Linked DNA regions of Anser cygnoides: region 2 is linked to region 1. A link is a contact called in public Hi-C data. All regions are on one chromosome and are shown on one strand. Each heading gives the region's core, a stretch centred on a gene start, on an enhancer-like site or on the middle of the called end of the contact. The rest is flanking DNA. Distances are from core to core; before and after follow the strand shown. Region 1 overlaps GNG7 (G protein subunit gamma 7). Region 2 overlaps GATAD2A (GATA zinc finger domain containing 2A).

Evidence for each region. A called contact is a pair of places that touch in the nucleus more often than the background predicts.
Region 2: a Hi-C map of liver shows a contact between it and region 1, with 2.1 times the contacts expected there. The contact joins two enhancer-like sites. A contact is called at or near these places in 2 of 7 Hi-C or Micro-C datasets (both in liver).

Annotation. Positions count from the first base shown.
Region 1 is chr27:1,167,297-1,172,225 of Taihu_goose_T2T_genome, reverse strand. The region is part of intron 2 of GNG7 (G protein subunit gamma 7); the gene reads right to left. Among named protein-coding and RNA genes, the nearest start is that of GADD45B, 19 kb to the left of the region's middle. Within about 2 kb of position 2,120, at least 1 of the 3 cell types and tissues checked has open chromatin away from gene starts, as enhancers often do. A contact at or near this core is called in liver, where this site is marked.
Region 2 is chr27:1,433,643-1,438,571 of Taihu_goose_T2T_genome, reverse strand. The region is part of intron 1 of GATAD2A (GATA zinc finger domain containing 2A); the gene reads left to right. Among named protein-coding and RNA genes, the nearest start is that of GATAD2A, 7.5 kb to the left of the region's middle. Within about 2 kb of position 2,666, at least 1 of the 3 cell types and tissues checked has open chromatin away from gene starts, as enhancers often do. A contact at or near this core is called in liver, where this site is marked.

The DNA of each region.
Region 1 (4,929 bases), core at 871-3,370:
CACCGCAGTCTGGCACCCGGCGAGACCCCCACGTGCCTTGCCTCGTGCAAGTGCGCAGAGCAGCGCCAGTCGCACGGAGCTGGCGGTTTTATGGCAACAAAACCCAAAGCTGCAACTTCTTCTGCTCCCTTCTTGGCCACCACCGCCGCGTGGGACCCCCGGAGGATCCAGGAGCTGTCCACGATGAGCTGTGGGCTGGTGACCGCGCAGCTCCTCTCGTCCCTCCTTCGATTTCCAGCTGCCAGCTGCAGCCACGAGCTCGCACCAGGGCAGGAGCTGTGCGGAGATGGAGCCGAATGCAGCCGTGGGGATTTGCCCGGTGCTGAGGCCCGGACCTCGGCACGTGCCGGGGGACCCGGTGTGACCACGGCGGTGCTGCGGGACGGCTCCGCCTGGCGGGACTTCACAACCGGCTCCTGCACCCCGGTGAATAATTAACTAAGCACGTCATTAACGACTGGAAGCCCTCAGCACGGAAAGAAGATGCAGTGGGTCGCTGCGAGGCACACGAAGGGTGTCCTCGGGAGTTTTTTTTTTTAAAGCCAAAACAAACTTTGAAGATGTCACTCGGGCAGACGGCCGTGTAAGGCGTTTGGAAAGAAGCCAGGCCGAAGCGTGCTGGAGTAAGGTGCACGTGGTGCAGATCGGGGTGACACGCGGGACACAGCGAGGGCACCCCCCTTCCGAGCTTCATGTTTTCAATAAATCTGCGCCTGGAGAAGGACAGGGGGGTGCCTGCAGGGGAAGCACGGGACGGTGGGGACAGCCAGGTCTCGTGCACGTCCTCCTGCCCCCATCACATCGCCCGGCGGCAGATAAACACACGCACACACCCCGGCTTCCTTCCTGCAAGAGGGGAGGACGCTTCGGTGTTTCTGCACGGCCGCAGAGAGCAGCAGCACCTGCCCGGGGCAGGCTTCTCCCCTCCCAGCACTCGTTGTGACTCCGCAGAGCGGTAACGCCACGGGTTTGGCTGCGTCAGGCCGACGGAGAGCGCTCAGCAGGAGATCAATCCTCCCGTGCCCCTCTGCTGCCGGGCACCTTCTGCCCCCGTGGCCAACCCGCCTGCCCCGGCTCCAGTGCAGCACTCCCGGGAAGGGCAGCGCTGCCCGGGGAGCACAGCCGCGTTTTCGGACACCCCTCCATTGCCTTAGCGCAGCGTTAACTCAGGAGTTGTTCAGGCTGTGTAAGCAATTCCAGCGGGGCCCAAGTCACCGCGGTCCTTGCGACACGCCGGCTGCCTTCCCGCTTCCCTGCTCCTCTGTCCGGGCTCGCCGCAGGGCTGAACCCGGGCTGTGGAGGCACTCAGGGAGCTGCAGCGAGGCTCCGCACCTCCACGGCTCTAGGGCGGCGCAGGAAAACCGCCGCTGCGGCGAGCGAAACGCCGCAAGGACCTACAGGGGGAGGTGAAAATCAGGAGAACGCGCGAACATTGCCACGCTGCTATCCAGTGGCGTTTCAAGGTCTAGGCCGACGAGAGGCAGCGATGAAAGGTTTCGAGGTCTTGCAGCACGCAGGCAGGGAGCCAGCCGGGAGCACGGCAAGGGACAGAGCAGCCCCGGGAATGAAGCAACCGAGTCCCGAGTTACGAGTTGGCTGCGGCGCAAGCGCCCCATGAGCTTCTGCCTATTTTTGGGAAGAGCAGCGGAGGACAGAGTCCCAGCAGTGAAGTCAGGACAAGTTCTGGGAAGATCAGGATTTGCTGTTTCAAACTGCTGTGCGTGTTACGAACCGAAAGCACGCGGGGACGCTCCTAGCGGTGCCCAGCACCAGCTCAGACTTTGCCTCGAGGGAAAATCACGGCATGCCCCAGGAGGTCGGGTTTCGTTATTAAACAGAAGAACTGAAAGGATCCCAGCACGAGTGACAGAAGCAGAGGCCTCACGTCCGCATTCCTCACGTTTTCAGCAAAAAGGGTTTGCACCGTTTACAAGCAGGGTGCTTCTGGTACTGCCAGTACCCTGCCGCTTCCACCGCGGTGGGCGCTCGGAGGGCATTCACGCGGGGCTGCCCTGTGCCTGCCCCCCCCAGCACCGGCTCCGCGCAGCCCCCTGACGTCAATGCAGGCGGGCACGGGAGGCGTTTTTGCATCAGCTGGCTCGCCGTGTACCAGGCGGATCACGAAGGCAGCGCGATTTTGGCTGCTGCAGTGCAAACAGCCCCGCGGAGCCATCGCAGCCCCTGAGTCAGCCGCGTGCAGCAGCCGCCCGTGGAGGAGCCGTGACTCAGCAGCAGCTCCCGGCGCAGCGGCCGCCTCCAGCTGAGCCTCCCGGCCGGGCTCCACGCAGGGTTTTGCCCCCCTCGGTCCTCTCCTCCGCCTCCCGGCGTGGGAAGGCTCAGCCTGGACCCCGCTCCGTCCTGGCGAGGGCACCGCGGGGACCACCGGCCCCGCATCGCCCTGCCCCGAAATATCCCGCCGGGGCTCGGGGGGACGAGGGCGAAACTGCCGCCCGTGGAGGCGGCACAACCGCAGCGTGCCGAGCGGCCAGGCTTGCCGCAACATGCCTTGGAGCTGCGAGACGTGCCGGGCCGCCCCGCCAGGCTGACACCCGGCGCTGTTCATCGTTTACGCCGCGCACAGCGCGCCACTCGAGCAAAGCCCTTTCTCTTTTATGCAGCCGGTGCCACCTGCACGCTCCCACCCGCCGCCTCTCCGGCCTAATGGCAGGAAGTATTACGCTAGGAAATAAATATGCACTGATCCCTCTCGTTTCGGAATTCTTCCCATACTTCTCATAGCTGGAAGCGGCCACTCCTAACAGGCTAAATAAGCAGGCGAACATCTGAGTAACTGCTGCAGTTATGCTGCTCTTGTCTCCCCCCTCCAGATAAAAACAGCTGCGAGGTCGCTGGCGATGGAAGTCCCCGAGGAGAAGCATCTGAAGAACGCGCCTCCCGATGCCCAGCGCCTCCAGCAGCTCCTGTGCCCGTAGCCGGGCTTGGCTGGGCGTCCTCTGGGCATCCTCCCCACCAGGAGCCGGGGGGACAAGCTACCGGGGTGGGCTGCAAGCCCCTGCTGAGGAAGGGAGCCGGAGAGATGCTCAGGGGCAGAGAACGTGCTCCTGGAGTGTGGTTTGACCAAAAACCAAAGCTTTCGGAGAAATGCCCACGAGCTCCAGCGGCGTTTTGCTGCAGCGAAGCGCACGTGTGCGCACGCGCTGTGAAGGGTCCCCGTGTCGCTGAGCGGTGGCAGCAACCCCGCAGCCCCAAAGAGGTGCAGAGAGCCATCTGCGCCACAGCGATGCGGGTTTTATAGCGCCTGGTGGCCTGAGGGCAGCCCACCGTGCACACAGAGCACAGGGCAGCAGCAGAGGAGAGGCTTGCGGGGCTGCAGGCACGGCACAACCCGGGGCATTTAACGCACGGCGCTCGAGAGTGCGACACGGGAAGATTCCCTCAGCGGGACTCGACGTCCAGGATCTGTCTGAGAAACAAGCTGGAAGGGATGCACCGAGTACTCAAGCAGCTAACGAACGGCTCTGCGCCCCCAAATCAAGGAGCATCGCCCTGAACCACTCAGCTTCAGCAGGAAAAGCGAGGCAGCAGCGCCCACGCTTCCATGCAGCCCCTGCAGCCCCCCTGCAGGACCCGGTCCCCCAGCACACCCACGGGTGGGCACACAACGGCCCGGGGGCAGCTCAGAAGCTGCCCGAAGGCTCCCTGGGGCTGCTCCCCAAACCCACCCCCCCGAGCTGGGAGCAGCAGGAGGAGCGCTCCTGCCTGCCCTGGGACGAGGGGAGCCCGGCGCTGGTAACCCAGCGCAAAGCCGCCCGGCGGTTCCTGCTTCTGGAGATGACCTCATGCTTTTTTGGAACAGAAAAAGGCTGTTAGGGCGATGGCATTTACTCCTTGTCTGGGCAGAACAAAGCAGGCTCCATTTTTCTTTTACACTTCCTGCATCAGTAGCTTAACAGCTGAATGAGCTATTGAATTTTTTCCTGAGTGCAGCAATTTTTCCCTTTTTTTTTTTTTTTCCTTCTTTAAGACCTCCAGATTTCTATGGTGCGGGACAATACTCGGGGAGAGCGTGGCGAGGAGCGGTCCCGGAGGACAGGGAAATGCCGCCTTAAAGGTGCAGGGGGGGAGCTCTGCTCGGGACAGGCTCATCCCACGTTTACACGGCCTGGCTTCCTTCCACCGCCTTGCTCTGCAGCACCGGGAGCGCAAAGAGCACGGCAAGCGCAGGGCAGGGGAGCCGAAGCACTTGAGTTCAGCAATAAACACGTTACAGGAGTGCCCGTAAGCTCCTCCAGTTACAAACCGTCCCTCCGGACGCCGTCCCTGCCCAGGTAAATCACGGCTCCAGCAGGCTGCAACTGGGCCACGTCTTTGTAGGGCACAAAGTCCCTGCTGCAGCCGCCGGCGGTGCCAACCCGGCAGCCACGGGGACTTGGGCTGTGCAGAGCCACCGGAGCAACACCGCTTCTGGTGGAAGCTTCAGATACCATGGTTACCAGCACGAGAAGCAGCCTGCTGCCCAGTTCCAGCTCCATACTGAGCATCATTTGCTCAGGGGTTATTTCTCCCCCAAGCTCACGTACCGAGGTGTGTCTGTTCCCAGCTGGAAGCAATCCCCAGGCACCCCAAAAACCTGGTTATCCCCGCAGCAAACAGCAATTCGAGGCGCCACCACCGAGCACGGACACGCTCAGAGGGACGTTTGCCTTGTGCACACCCTGGGTAGCAGCCCAGGCTGTTCGGCTTTCCTCCGATGCTGCAGCAGGCAGCACCCGAGCTCGGAGCAGTCTCGGCTGTCCCCGAGGGACGCGGCGCTCCTCCTGCAGGCGCTGCGACGGCACGCAGGGGGCTCGCAGCGGGAGACCGTGCACAGAGGTGCGGTTCGAAGAGGCCACGCTCAGCAGCACCGAGACAGAGCGCAGCCCCTGTCCCGCACAGTCCCACCACGCTAACACCGTCCTGCTGCGGTGG
Region 2 (4,929 bases), core at 1,417-3,916, 270 kb before region 1:
GAATCTAATTTCTAAGCCTTGCTTTTCAGCAGGAAAGCAGGTTATGGAACTGACCTGGTACAGTTCTGTTGGGGGAAGAGAGGGAATTAGCAGTGGGTTAGGGGAAAAGACTGGCATTTTTTACACGCTGATAATAAACATCTTATTACCAGAAGGAGCAATGTTAATAAATGCTTACAGTAAACATAGTGTAAGACTCAGATAATCCTTCTGAAAATAGAGGGGTTTTCCTACTCCAATAACTATCCAGTCACCTTGATGGAGATCAGCAAAACCTTGCAAGGCTTTTTTAGACTTTGGCTTTACATCAATGTGCCCATGATTGCCTGTGACATAACTGGATGGTGAGGCTTTGCTGGCACCTTGCAAATACACATTGAGTCCTTGGCAGCAACAGGTAACAAAAGGCTCAAAGCATTCATCTTCACAAAATTACCACGAGTTACAGCAAACCAACAGCAGGTTGACCTGTCGAACTTCTGTTCACCTCTGAAAGGTTAAAAGAAAGTTTTTTGAGAGGCACAGATAACTTGCTTGTTTGGCCTTGACGTGCTACAAATTTTAATAAAGTTAATTATAATCAAGGTGATGATTTTGTAGCGGGATGGCACAGGTGGCTTTGCATGCAGTGCAGGTCTCGGTGCAATGCTGATCCCGGGCTGGGTCCCCTGAGAAGCCAGGAACAACCGAGCGCTCCCTTTCGCAGCCCTAAGGCAAATGCCTGCTTTATTGAAGGGACAAGATTCTGAAGGTGCTTTGCTCAAAGTTCCTAATTTTTGCTCTTTATCTACCTTTTGTTGCAATCACTGGCTGCATACTTGGAAGAAATCTAGAGTAAGAGTACCCTGACACGAGGGTCTTGTATCCCCTTCCATCAGAACCGTACCACGGGAGAAAAAGCCTTGCCTTGTCAGCACTTAGAGTTAAGAATGCTTTCTGTCAGCTCTTTATTTCTCAGTTGCCCCAACCGTGAGGATCTTTGGCCAGTACTCGTCTGTTAAACCACAGAGAAGTGTTGGTGTCGCGGCACCCATGCAGACAGATACCTGCCTGTGCTGGTGCTAATCTCCATGAGGAATCTAGTCTGATGCTGGACTGAGAGAATAACTGCTGGGAATTGCTCAAATCCATCTGTGGAATTTAGGTGGAGTTCTTCATGCCGCAACTACAAACCCACTGACCTTGGGAGAAACATTCCCTGTGAGCTCTGAAACCCTTAATTTGTAGGGTCTGCACTGTAAAGCTGAATCCGTCCTGAATCGGGTTTTTCTGTGCCCCGTGTACCAACTGGCCAGCTCTGACTGCGGAGTTTGTTCAAATCTGGTTAACAACGAACGATGCTTTGTTAACAATGACAACCCCAAACCTGCAGCTTCCAAGATGCTTTAGTGGATAAACACAAATCCTGCCAAAAAATCCTTCCAAACCATTTTTTAAGTTGATACCTTGCAAATTTACAGCTCAGCTGAGCCGCACAGTCTGGCTTTCGAACTCAGAACGAGAGCATCTTTGGTGCAGTTCCTGAAAACCGTCGCAGCCCTGTGCAGGAACGCCTCGAGTGTGTCAGAGGAAGGGTGAGAGCAAAGTTTTGAGCGTGGCATTTACAGTACTGTACAGCTGTAGATCTGCTCCTTATCTTCTGGAGAAATTAACCACTTCAGCACAAGTACACCAGTCAGCCCGACTGGTCCCCTCAAGGAAAAAAGCTGCTTTTCTAGGAAATGGGATAGCTACAAATAGAGCTTCGAGAATACAGTTCTCTACTAGAACTGGTAAAAGCTATTAGTTATCCAGGTCATGGTTGTATTTCCTCAATTACCTCTAATTTGGAGGGTGGTAAAGACCAAAATCTGAGAAGGATCAGACGCCCTCAGTGCTGGAGGAAATGTCTTACATGTTTTAATTCTAAGAGCACTTGCTGTTAGCAATGTATTAACATCAGCTCTCTTCTGCTTTCCCTGTCCAGGGTTTCAGAGTATACAGATATTGATACCAGTGTGAATTAGTAATTTAAATATTTTTGAATAAGGAGTCAACAAAAAAGTATAAAACTGAAAGTGTTCATTATTGTGCTCCGAAAGGAGGCAATTCATACTTAAAATTACTTTGTGAATAGCCCAGCGGTCCCGTTGCCCTCAGAGACTGCCCCAAAGAGTCAGGGGAGGCAAATGCAACGTGTGCGCAAGAGGGGAGGAAATCAGCAGATGACGATAAAATCACCTGATTGCAGATGTGGACTGTGGCACAGCCCAGAGTTTCATTTAGAAGGGAAAGTCAGCGAGCAGCAGTCCCGCTGGTGCGGAGCCGGGTGTGGGGTCCTGCTTCCCGTGGGACCGGGGCAGCTAGGGCTCACAGGGATCCGAGCCATTTAGGATCTCGTCAGAGTTTTCTCCGACTAGTTAATTCTTCTCCTAATCAGGGTCAAGTTCTGATGAGCCACGTGACAGTGATCAGTAAACAAGCAAGAGGTGCTTGTTTACAGCCATCCCTCGCCGGAATGGCTCTGTGGGTCTGACTCACTGTTTGCCAGCGAAACGTTTGTGTCCGAAGCTGCAGGTCACGAGCCTAACCGAAGCAATCTGCGCCGGGCTGCGGAGGACCAGTTTTGGGAGCTGGAGATGGTCTTTGGCAGATCTTTAAATAAAAGCAATGCCGGCTGAACTTTGTGCTCTCCCACTTCTGAGCAAAATCGATAGTCCATGAAGCGCTTGTTGAATTGGAGCAGAGCTCCTAATATATCCCCTTCCAGCCATAAAAGTGCTTATTAGGGACAGGGTCAGATAATATCACACTGAAGCACCATCTCTGGCTCGGCAGTATTTGCATATGTCTGCTGCTTTCCCCATTTCCTGAATAACTTACTGATCTTTTTTTTTTTTTTTTTTTTTCAGTTCAGAAAGATTAATTTTCATTTCTGTTTGGGGCTATTCACCTCAGTGCTTAGACCGTGGAATTTTGACCGTTTCCAATCTCGCATCCCGCTTTGCTGCAGAAAACCTTTAAGTGTTACTCCCTGCGGGTGGGAGATGGGCAGACAGACCCCATGGTACGGCTCATATAGGGACTGAAGGGCAGATTCTTCTTGTCAAAAAGCACCCTTTTACCTCCTCATCCTATTCCTGAACTATTTTCCAGAAATTCTGTCTTGAGCAGCTGGTGGTGACTGCAACTTGCGCTTGCAGGAACACAGTTTCAGCAGAAAATAAGTAAAGGAAGGTCTCTTGGTCCCAAATCTATGGAATTCCTTTCATTCTTAGCATAAGCCATCTTAAAATTGTATTCCTGTAATTTCTAGCACCGTCGTAGCACGATTACAGTTTTATCCTTTTTTCCCTTTAAATATTTAAATATATAGTCTGTTAATTTCAAACTCCTAGCCAGCAATGTAAAAGGTGGAACGATACATTCTCTACAAGGTCCTGGGGCTGTCTTTTTTTTTTTTTTTTTAAATGAAAGATTGCAGTCTGTCATCCTAGGACCGGACACCAGGTCAACACCCCCCCCCGTACAGCCCCTGGTGTACGGTGGAAACCAGGTGAGCCTAACAGATAGAGCCACCGGTCTGAAGCATTATTCCGAGCTATCTGTGCTTCTTGATCCTCTGGACCATCCAATGATGTTCTCTGCCCTAACTAAAGCACGTATCGGCTGCCGAGCTTCAGGACCTGCTTAGCCTGTTCTGTATGCCAATATTAGCATGTTCCCGTGCGTCTTGCATCTGCTGCTGGTTGCAGGAAGATGACCAAGTCTTCCAAATCGAGTTTTACTTCTTGTTCTTCTTTGACCTGTCATTCCGACGTGCGTTATCTTGAATTTGAGAAAAGGCCTAATCTCAGTTTTCCTTCTGGGATACTTGCGAATTTGGCACAAATTTTACATCTTATTTTTTTCTGGTCACATCCCAGTACCAAATTCTGCTCTTGTCGCAACAAAATTAACTTCCTAGTGTATGTTACGTTGGGTGGCGTTTTTATGAGGTGTGGTAGTAGGGTGTACAGGAAGGATGAAGTAGGATGAAGTATTTCATCCCTGATAACACCTATGGACTTTGCATTTGGAGTGAGGGAAATACCTTTGCAAGAACAACTTCATGTTGGACTTCATGGCTCCAGCCAAGTTTTACTCTCTTGACGAGGTGTTCGGCGTTAACGCCGAGTCTGGGCTACGTAATGTCAGTTTTGGCTACCAGAATCAATAGCGGTGCCGGTCCCTGGGCTTATGCCACATTCCTAAGTGAAAATCACACGCAAGTGAGTATTTGGGGGAACCTGCTGGGTCGGCTCCATGCCGAAATACGGGTGATAACTGATAGGACAGATGGAACCAACCGAGGTGCCCCTGGCCGGGCCGGCAGGCACCGCTCCCACCGTGGCCACCCGCAGGCTGCAGGCCCGGGGCCCGGGGAGAGGCATGGCCGTGGTGCGGCTGCTGCCTCCGCCGGCAGCGTCACCGTAACGACACGCCCAGGGCACGCCGACCGACTTCCAGCACTCCTTCTCCCACCTGACCATACCCTCTCTGCCTGACGCTTAATTGCGTGCGTGTAATCAAGGCCCAGGTGAGGAGCGGTGAGGTAACACTGCTGTGTGGCGCTCCTGTACCGTGCAGCATCCGACACGGAAAGGCTTGGCCAAAGTGGAGCTGTTGGCTTACTTAAACGGCTCCTGAACTATTGGATTTTAATTTGAACGCAGCACTTAATTTAGATTAAAATCCAATAATGTTAATAGTCTGATGTTGCCTATTTCAATAAAAGCGTCCCTCGGTGATGCATGGCGCTCAGGTATTTCGTTGGATAGTTCAGAGGCCCAAAAGGAGAGCATTTGGCTTAGAGGAGCGCTGACACTGAGCCGTGAAGATTTTAGGTGCTATTTTAGATAGGAGGGGACTGCTCTAATCGTGTTTCACCAGCTCTCTCTTACTCCACCT